2 separate regions of the Drosophila melanogaster genome follow, and region 2 is linked to region 1. A link is a contact called in public Hi-C data. All regions are on one chromosome and are shown on one strand. The core of a region is the stretch at or near the end of the contact, and the rest is flanking DNA. Distances in the headings are between cores, read along the strand shown. Region 1 holds the start of Ack (Activated Cdc42 kinase). Region 2 holds the start of CG11357.

Region 1 (5,532 bases), core at 2,438-4,937:
GCACTTCACGCCCATGCACAAGACACTGAGGGTGCAGATGCCCGATCTTCGTTATCTGGACTACCGCGTCAACTTTTCGGCCAAAACTTTCGGAGCCGTTGTGAGCTTGTGCAAGGACCTGGACATTCGCTATCCGGAGGAACTGTCTTTCTGCAAGCCCCTGGAACCGGAGCATCTGAAGAAGAACTTCTCCAAGCTGCCGCAGCGAAAGATTCCGGTGGCGGAGGCAAATGGAATCGCATACGTGCAGCCAGCGCTGGACACCAACTCCTTTGTCCCGATCACAGGAGCCTATAACGGTAGCAATGGCAGCCTGGATCGCTCGCACAATGGCAATCTGCTGTGCGCTCCGGCTTCACCGTATACCCGACGGGCAGCCACTGCTCCGGGAACACCCATCAGCTCGCCCACGGGCACCTGGAAGCACAACTCCACTGGCTATGCTAGCTACGATTCCAACTCTAGTTTCGGAGACCTCCAGGAGAATCTGGCCATGTCGCCAAGGTCGCCCAGTCCGGATGTACGAGCACGCTTGGTTCGACCCAAGTCCCGGGTGGAGAAAGCCCGTCTCAACGTGGGATGGTTGGACTCGTCCCTTTCCATCATGGAGCAGGGAGTTAGGGAGTATGACACTCTGTGCCTGCGCTTCAAATACTTCACGTTCTTCGATCTGAACCCCAAGTACGACCAAGTGAGGATCAATCAACTGTACGAGCAAGCCAAATGGAGCATTTTGAACGAGGAATTGGAACCCACCGAGGAGGAGACCCTCATGTTTGCCGCCCTGCAGTTCCAGGTGAATCATCAGACGGATCTGCATCCCCCAGGCATCGATTCCGGAATAGATACCTCCAGTCAGGAGACTGGCGGCGAGGACGACATTGACTCCGCTCTCAACGAGCTGCAGATCACACTCGAAGGACCAGGAGGTGGCAAGGATCAGGGCAACATCACCAGGATACCAGAGCTGTCGGACTATTTGAAATTCCTCAAGCCTCAAAGGTTCACCCTTAAAGGATACAAGCGCTACTTCTTCACCTACAGGGATCTGCATCTGCACCTTTACAAATCGCAGGATGAGTCCAGGCGGGGAGCTCCCACCATCAGCATCAATTTGAAGGGCTGCGAGGTGACGCCCGATGTTAACCTGGCCCAAGGAAAGTTCGCCATCCGTCTGGAAGTTCCGTCAGAGATCAGAAATGGTCCGAACAGTGAGGTCTGGGTGAGATGCGACAACGAAGAGCAGTACGCCAAGTGGATGGCAGCCTGTCGTCTGGCCGCCAAGGGTCGCTCTCTAGCCGATAGCTCTTACGACAGCGAAGTTAGCAGTATTCGCTCGCTGCTGCAGATGCAGAAACCCGCCCAGGGAGCTCCGCTCACCGTCAACCCGCGAAGTGTTGAGCCCATGGATTACCTATCGCCCAAAATGATGCGCAAACTATCCAGCAAGGCGGTGCAGAGGATCCTAGAGGCCCATGCCAACGTTCGCCAGCTGAGCTTAATGGACGCCAAGATGAAGTACATCCAGGCTTGGCAATCTCTACCAGACTTCGGTGTTACTCTCTTCATCATCAAGTTCGATGGACACAAGAAGGAGGAGCTGTTGGGCGTGGCCAACAATCGTATCATGCGCATGGACCTCAACACCGGCGATCACATAAAGACCTGGCGCTACAACACAATGAAGGCCTGGAATGTTAACTGGGGCATCAAGTGCATGATGATTCAGCTGCAGGACGAGAACATCGTCTTCTCCGTGCAGTCGGCCGACTGTAAGGTGGTGCACGAGTTCATCGGCGGCTACATATTCATGTCCATGCGATCCAAGGAGAACAACCAGACGCTGAACGAGGAGATGTTCCACAAGCTGACGGGCGGCTGGTCGTAAACGGATTGGCGCAGTCTGGAGCATTGGACTGGAGTCTTGAGTGCCAAGCACAAACCTCGTCGCATGTTCTACAGTTTTATCTACATATATTTACCTAATGTAGGGTGCGTTGATTTATGGGTTGACTGGTAATCTGTGGACCACACCAAGCAACTTCTTCGTAACTCTAGTTGTTAGTTTCTCAATGTTTTTTTTCTGTTCGGTTTATCAACCTAAATACGTATATATTTTGTAAACAACTTTGACGGACTAGTGTCCGACACCAGAAGTTGGTTTTCTTTTGTCGGCATTTACCTAAAAAAAAAAATAATTAACTTTATAAGTATAAGTCTCTTAAATTTGTGTTGTCCAAGTTGTCCAAGAAGTTGTCCAACGATTACCTACATTTTTAATCAACCCAGTCAGTCAACCCACCCAAATCGAAAGCGTTCGTGTATAAGTGTTAATGGAAATGGAATTCTAGACTAATAACAATCACCACGCTGATAACGATTATGATAACGATGTTGTGCCTTCGCCAGAGCAATCTTAACCCAAAACAAGTCCAAGTCAATGTCCTGTGTTCTCTGTGTTGTCTGTTTCTAACACAGCGTTAAAGTTACACTACTTAAGTCCATTTTTTACCACACTTGTGCGGACTTGCGCGACTAACCCGCAGTTTTATATATTGTATATTTATTAAACAAATTAATAAGCAGAATAAATTATTTTATATGTTTTTAATGACCGTAAATGGTGGCTGGCTTGTTTGTTTTTACATATGCATTCCACTGGCAGTTGGTAACCCGAGTCCACTGGGATTACTCATCCAACTTTTATTGACGCGCTGTGTGCTTCTGAGGGGCGTTGATGCAACAGTCAACGCGTTTAATATAAAGCACGGGTATTGTTATTAATAACAGCGCACTCAATTGGATTGATAAGCGCACCACGGCGTTGTACAGTGGGTATATATGGGGATTCGAGATTATAGGCGTGCCGTGCTACGCCATTGATTGATGGCCGCGACCCAAAGCTACGTATGTGCCTCGGAATGGGGCAACTTCTCACGCAATGGCTGGCGAAATCTTCAATTTGATTTAATTTAACGGGGTGACTCTTAATAAGGAAAATGCCAGATATGAATAGCGCATGACAAATAAATACCACTTCCAAGTATTATCTATAATCAAAAAAAAAAAAAAATGCATTTTAATATTTGCTACAGTCGTAAGTACTTACATTACTAATGTAAGCTGACTTTAGTAAAAAAAAACTATGATTAATGCAATCAGCGCCCACATAAAACCGAATTCTTATAATTCAACATTTGAATCACAAGATGATAGAAACAAATTTGTTTTTAAATGTTCTGCACTCCTGTGATAAAAATTGACATGATTAATATAGAAACAATTTTAAGGAATGAAAAAACAAGCATTTCACATTTATCTTCTCTAAAGAAAAATAATACTTCTTGACACTTGCACAAAAAGATTTAAGTAACAGGGATAATACAATTTTTTTTGGAATCTATTTTAATCACGATTAAATGAAATAGAAATGAATTTGATTTAGTTACATATGTAAAATATTTACAAGAATTTTATAAATTAAATGTGTTACTTCGATAATTTACCACTTTCACAAAGTTATATATTTACGTATATTTTTATGTTTAAATGTTAGTAAATATTAAATCATATTTTTAAATCGTAACAGTAAATAACTTAAATACTCGATATAAATTATCGATATTCAGAATTATGATTTGAGAAACATCGGTTATATTTAACATTCATCGCGTTTTGTTCCATCACCACTGCATCAGCTGCTTGAAAAAATACCAAAAGTGTTTGGCCGTCGCGCATTTTCAATTGCAAATTAAGCGCAGCTAACTGCGATTAACGACGATGTTTCCGCATTAGAAAGAAAATCAAGCTGATTTCAGCGAGTTAACATATTGAAAAAGTAAAGAATTCTCGCTCTTTTCGGTTCTTCGTGGCACCTGCGATTTGCGTTGCTGTTTTTTTCGTGCATTTCGATTCGTACACACGCACACATACACCCAGACCCAAACGGCCGTGCAGCGAATGCGTGTGTGTGTGAAATTGTGCAAAAACGTGAAACGATCGAGTGGGATGGTCGGTGGGGGAGGGGCTGAGCGCTGTTGAAAGCGGAATATTCATTGTTTTCTCGTGTGTGCACTATAAATTAATATTTACGTGTCTGCGTCATGAGGGGACCACTAACCGCCCGCCATCAAAATCAGCAGCCAAGCAGACAGCTGCTCATTTGGCGAGTGTAAACAAAGCAGCCAACACACACACACACACACGCACGCATACAATCGTTTACATTGCGGCGACTGCGACGCCAACTGCGCTGTCTTCAACTCGAATATCGAATTTCACATCTTTAAGCCAGAAATCTCCATATCCACCGCATAAACCACTTCCATCTGCCGCAACATCTTTTGTCTGGACAACCTGTTCGCTTACAGACAGGAAGTTTGCCAATTTTCTCAAGTTTAGCCAAGTGCAGCGACTGCGACGTCCGCGTTGACGTCGACGCTCCTCAGCCAGCGTCGCAGCAGCTGCGCAGCTGTTTAATATTCGGTGAGTATTTCGAAAAACAAAGAAAAACCCTTTCCAGCCAAACACCCGGTGGAAATGTTGTACAAATGTCCAACAAAATAATAGTGAATGGAACTAGCCGCTTCGTGGAATTCGGGGTGTGATAGCTGTGGTACAGTAGAACCCCCGTACGCGGACCCCAACTAAACTTAATTTTATTTCTTAAACTTAAAGTTATTTGCCATGAAATTGAGCTAAATAAATAATACTTCTTATGATGATAGGATACAATGTTAGCCGAAAATATTAAATCGAAGGGTAATTTAACTGGGTTTTGTTTTGAATCGCGGAAGTACGGCTGTATTTATTTTTAGATACACAATGCCAGCGTTTGTACCTGGGTTATTTCTGTACCTTAAAGTCACCATTTTCGAGTATATGCACATATGTGTAGTTAACGACAGATGCCGCGTTACGGACGTTCGACTGTATCTACATACGACACAGCTGATGGACTGGCAACCTGCTCTCAACTGGGCGTTGTTGTCTCGTTGGACATCTCTGTGTGGCTCTCGCATCCGCTAAGTTCCAGTTTCCGCCCGAATAATTAGTCAAACTGTCGCCGCAAAGTGTAAATTCTATTATTCGCTCCTTAACAATAGACATTAGCAATCTGGCTATCATTTTGTTCATCCCAAGGGGAATCCCATGGGGCGTGCATATCGGTTACATTCTGTGCCTGCATCTGCTCACCTTTTATTGCGGTCTATTTATAAACTCCACTTCAGCACGCGCCAAAGTTCAAGCCGCATTTCCTGAGATCCCGAACCACCTACTTCTTCCTATATATGTACACAGATACATATGTATATGTATCTCTTCTTAGTGATAGGGTTCGAAGGGTGACGCAATGCGTTTACAGGGATTGCCAAGAAAACGTGACGTCATGTGGGGATATGTTTACACAAATCCACTTTTGTATGCATTGGCCCCCTTGGAAGCAGCCATAGATTCAACACGTATGTCGCCTGACGGATTCGTGGAATTAAATAAATGGCTTATCTAGAAACCAGCTTACTTCCGCTTAAT
Region 2 (4,964 bases), core at 1,740-4,239, 430 kb after region 1:
TGCTTTCATGTACAACTAATCATTATTATCGAATCACTAAACTTAGTCTTATCTTAGTCAATGTTACTTATATTGTATTTACTTATATGATATATCCTGTACTTCGGTGGAAACCATACTTAATAAGATAATCACTAGCTGTATATGTACTTTGTGTTACGTAAAATCATTATTCCCCAGCACAGAATATACAACTGTTGAAAAAATTTAAAAATCTGAATAATTTACTCGATATATGTTGGAATGGTCCTTCTTTAAAGGATATACATTGTGTATATTTGGCTTTTATTATATGATCGTAAGGCAGTGGAATTCACATAAGGTAAGGTAATACAAAATATTGTTTTAAGTCGATTTGCATATGTCGTAGTATCCAGGACATACTTCACATTTCTTTAAAAATTCAGCATAGGGATTCGGTCCAGTAGAAACAAAAAACATTCGTACGCGCCTCAAAATATCCGACGAATGCTCTTCAATTTCATTGAAGTCCCACTTTGGATGGTGCTTACTTATGCACAGTATTATCTGATATAGAATGGATTCCGTGGGAAAATAATATTTTAGCATTTGGCACATTTCCTCCCTCACAGTTTCCACAAATGTTTGCGTTAGCGCCATTATAAGCTTAAAAGTGTCGACTTCCAAATGCTCTGACATTCTACTTATCAAAATGTCGAAGCTCTCTGAGCTTGCAATATGTTTCTTGAGTTGGGTTCCGTATTCTCGCAGGTTTATTTCCTGCCCCTTGACTTTAATAGATAAATCTATTTCTATTTCTGGAAGATCACTTGGAGTATTTTCTGGTTTTTCAGCCTCCACAACCTTTTTTGATTTCTTGATCTTGCTATCAATGGGCTGAAATATTTTATCCAGCTTCGGTATTGAGGGCACTCCATTGCAACAACGAATGAGATTCACATTTCCCTCAATTTTAAATGATTCCCTAGCAATCTTATCCCACGCCGATCTAGAAATATTTTTATTTAGATTTGCGAGCAATATGAATCCTTTGATACCTACCGTTGCTGATTAACAAAAATGCTGGGATCATTATTATTATTATTCATCAGCGATTCAAGGCGTGAATTGTACAGATTATTCGTAAATAATACTAAGGAATCGGATAGACCAGCCACATCACCAGATTGTGTAGAACTATGAGGATTCTACATGAAAGACAAACAATTTAAACAAATTCGAATGTATGTTAATGAAATATGAAGTTTATACCAAAATCGACGAAAGCATCTTTTCACTGGCGCAGAAGTCGAAAACCTCTTCAGGATAAACCAGAAATGGAACTGAATGTATGATGATTTTTCTAAGTTTATTAGTCACACTGGATGCTTTTTTCAACGATTCGGGTGTTATTGGTATATCTTTCTTATTTGGGTGCCATATCTGAGTGGTAGTATACGTTTTTAGCTCAACGCGACCATCGGTTTGCTTGTAAACTCCAAGATACGGGGTGACCATTAGACCTGCGGCAAACCCCGTATGGGTCACAAATCGGTTCCAGGAATCAGACATTGAGTACTGTGACACATATGACATGCAACAGTCAATGTTGCTGGAATGTCCAGTTTCATCTTGTACAAATAAAAAAATATAATACATTTCTCGATTTACTTATAACTATCGAGCTTACCCACGCATCGTCGGCATCGAAACACCGGATACAGGCGCCAGGATCTACTTTCTTCGGCCAGCTTGGGATCATATACATTATTGACAACCATCACAAAAAATAAAGACGTGAGTGACTGCCCTTTGGAGTATTTTCCTGATATGAGAAAGTAGATAACATAATGACGCTTATTTGGAATATATTATTAATTTTACTATAACTATAACTCACTATAACTCCAGATCGCATGAAACATGTTAGAATCGAAATTCAGCAGAGACAGCTTTGCCTTCAATATGTTTTCTTGACCCGACGATATTCTGCAAACCTTGAGCTTTATAATTTGCAATTTTTTCGGATGAATCCTACTTACAGATCCCAGGTTATATCGTTGCCATGGCCCAGGATGTCGGCAAACTTTTGCTGCACTTCTCTGACTGTGGGAACTAAGTTTCCGTCCCCTTTTGGAGCACTCATTTTTGCAAACTTTTATTCCTGCTTATTTCTAGAACTTCTTCTGTTGCACGTAGAAGATGGAAGTTGCAACAAAAGGCGGCTATCGATAGTCAGTGCTGACGAACTGTCACTATCTAAGTAATATGATGTATTTACCAGTCATATTAGGGATATTTGTAATTTAAATAAACATTAAATAAAACACTTATCAAAATGTATATCTCTTAATGTTTATGATCACCCCAATATTGTTTACATTCGACTGTTTGTAAATAATTAGGTTTCATAAAAGGCATTATTACTCAACGAATTAAATATTATTCTAATTTTTGTTATTAAGTAATTAAGTAATTACAAAATTTAGTTGGCTGATAACGATATTAGTGCAATTTAAAAAGTTAAAATCTTAATGTTAAGTTAAAATAGGTTTCCTATCGGTTGAATCAATTATCATTGCGTTTCTTCGTAATTTACAACTTACGAATGGCGACTGAGCCGATGCACTTTAATCGATAGCAATTTTGGCAGATGGATCTTGAAAATCTAGGCAAGCTAGATGAGAAAGCGATAGAAATGGTCACCCCAAATTTTAAACGCGTGTCGATGCTTGAGTTCCATCCCTATCTCCCGCTTTCAGTTAACATTCCAGTGGTGTATATAAAATCTTATGCCTGGGGTTTTTGAAATTTATACTTAAATAATATATATTAATACTGAACATGTTAATATTTTTAAATGTGTTTTGATACAAATATTGTTAAAAACTAGATTTCTTTAACTCTGAATATTCAAAAAGTTTTATGAAGCCAACTCCCCTTAACAGCCCTTCTTTACAACTAACAACAACGCCTCTGTTAAATATAACAGTGAATTTCGCCGCTTTAACAGCAACTGAGAGCGGCTAACAGTGCGAGAGAAATTCGAACGGGGCAGCAACAAAAAAGAAGAAAAAGACTGGTAATAACGCTACGCTTCTCAGTTACTCAGTTCCGAACGGGCAAAAAACAATTTAGCGCCCTCTGAAACGCTCTGTGTTTTATTTTCCACTTAAAATATTAAAAAAGTGCATAAAAATTGCACACGTCGCTGATAACTCGCTCGGTATACTTATTCTCTAAAATACTGTCTTTCAAATCAGTTGGAAAATATGACATGATAATAAGTGAACAATAGCCGCGCCGAGAATTTTTCGACGAGTGACGGCGGTTATTCCGTTTTTTATTCAGTTTTTCTTAAAAAACCCAAGCGCATAAACAATTAAAGTCGGACAACACCATCGTTAAATGAATTAAAAGTGAATAAAAGCGCTGTCAACGCCTTTTTGGGCAGCGAAAAAAGGAAAGAGAAATCCAGGCCCAGCATCCTTCAGCCTGCTTCTTCTTCTTCCTCTTCATCTCCTTTTGCATTTCTTTTCGCCGCGTCTGTATAGGTGTTCGTGTTGGTGTGGTTGTGTGCAAGCTTGAAAATTGTGTTAAGTTAAGTAAATTTATTCCAGCTGCCAACAACAAATTGATGCCAAAAATCTATACAAATTAAGTGCTGCGTGCGCGTGTGTGTTGAATTAGCACTCCCAATTGGTGTCTCTTTCGCTCTAACTCTGTTTTTGAACTGTTACCCAAAGCGATGGGTGTGTGTAAGTGTGCGTGAGTGCTTCACATGGAAATTAATTAAAAACGCACATTTGTTGCCATTTCCCTCGCTCTCCCGCAAGGATTCGACTGACTGGCTAATGAGGAAGCAGCCAGGCGAACAACCAGCAGGTGACTATTAATACATAAAAAAAAGCATAAAATGTATGAAATTAATTATGCGAGTGCTTGGATACTATCTCTCCAGATTTCGAGGGGTTTTGTCTTTTACTTTTGCTTATCAGCATCCATTGAACAGTATCCTATTGTTGTCATTGTTGCTGCGGGGAGGGACACTTGCTCTCTCGCTCACTCTCTTTCATGTGTGGGTAGCGTTTTTTTTTTTTGTTTTTTATATACGCATCTATCTCTTCTTTCGCTCTTTTCTTCGCCTTTAAGAGGCGTTGTTGTTGTGTGCTCTTCTTTTGTGCTTTTTTCCAACATGAATTTTCTTCGCTTTTTGTTAGCACGTCGCTGTCGCTGAGGACTGACCTTGAACAAGTTCAGGCACAGTGGCACGCATGCCTGTTTGTTGTCCTCCGTTTTGGCTCGTCTGCTCCTTTTCGCCTTTTTCAACTCGTTGTCCTTGGCCTGTCCCACTGTGCCGCCTCGCTCCGTCTCCCTCTTCCTATCTTTCTGTGCGCCTCGCTCCCGTCTGAATGTTTGCCCAAGACTGCGAGAGTGTTTACCTCATCACTTAGGTACAGTGGAAATCTCACTAGTTCCGATACACCGCTTATCAATAAAAAATAACCCATTTCTATATCAATTTTTCCTGATATCAATCAAGTCATATGTATTCAACTTATTACATATTCAATAGATTTGTTATCTGAAGAAGAAGTCGCTAAGAAGACCGTGTTCGAGTCCCACTAAGATAGCACCATATCTCTAAGGGCGATATTTTGGATCTAAATCGATTTTTGTGTGATTTTCGCTAATAGACATTTAACACGTGTACTTTAAATTAATGTTTAATTTATTGAGCACTATGGCTTATAAGGAATTACAATCATTCCGTTCAGTTTAAAGTTCATTGTTTGCATTGGCGCTTCAAATTTTCAATCACATGCTCGTTGGCGAAGCTCTGATTTTTAATTGCGCCAGCTTCCGCGAGAAGCTCTCGCTCTCTCTTTTTCCCACATTCATCTCCCCTCGATCGGCCGTCTCTGTCGAATGGGCTTTAACGCTTTTTTCAGTGGCGCAAAATAACGTTGTATACGCTTTGCTTGACTGTTTGTTTGCCTATC

What was found. A called contact is a pair of places that touch in the nucleus more often than the background predicts.
Region 2: a Hi-C map of the Kc167 cell line shows a contact between it and region 1, with 2.3 times the contacts expected there. A contact is called at or near these places in 3 of 107 Hi-C or Micro-C datasets (the Kc167 cell line, embryo and embryonic mesoderm).

The regions. Positions count from the first base shown.
Region 1 is chr3L:4,104,499-4,110,030 of dm6, forward strand. Ack (Activated Cdc42 kinase) reads left to right here and starts at 3,688. Exons shown (of 3, transcript NM_139602.3): 1 at 3,688-4,485. Fit1 (Fermitin 1) reads left to right here. Exons shown (of 2, transcript NM_139601.4): 2 at 1-2,618. The coding sequence ends at 1,888. lncRNA:CR45670 (long non-coding RNA:CR45670) reads right to left here and starts at 2,972. Exons shown (of 1, transcript NR_124778.1): 1 at 2,645-2,972.
Region 2 is chr3L:4,539,062-4,544,025 of dm6, forward strand. It overlaps CG11357, which reads left to right and starts at 2,990. Exons shown (of 4, transcript NM_001259697.2): 1 at 2,990-3,043; 2 at 3,582-3,846. CG32243 reads right to left here and starts at 2,183. Exons shown (of 6, transcript NM_168094.3): 1 at 2,004-2,183; 2 at 1,862-1,950; 3 at 1,652-1,786; 4 at 1,234-1,592; 5 at 1,024-1,169; 6 at 241-970. The coding sequence starts at 2,107. The coding sequence ends at 346. CG11353 reads left to right here. Exons shown (of 6, transcript NM_168093.3): 6 at 1-209.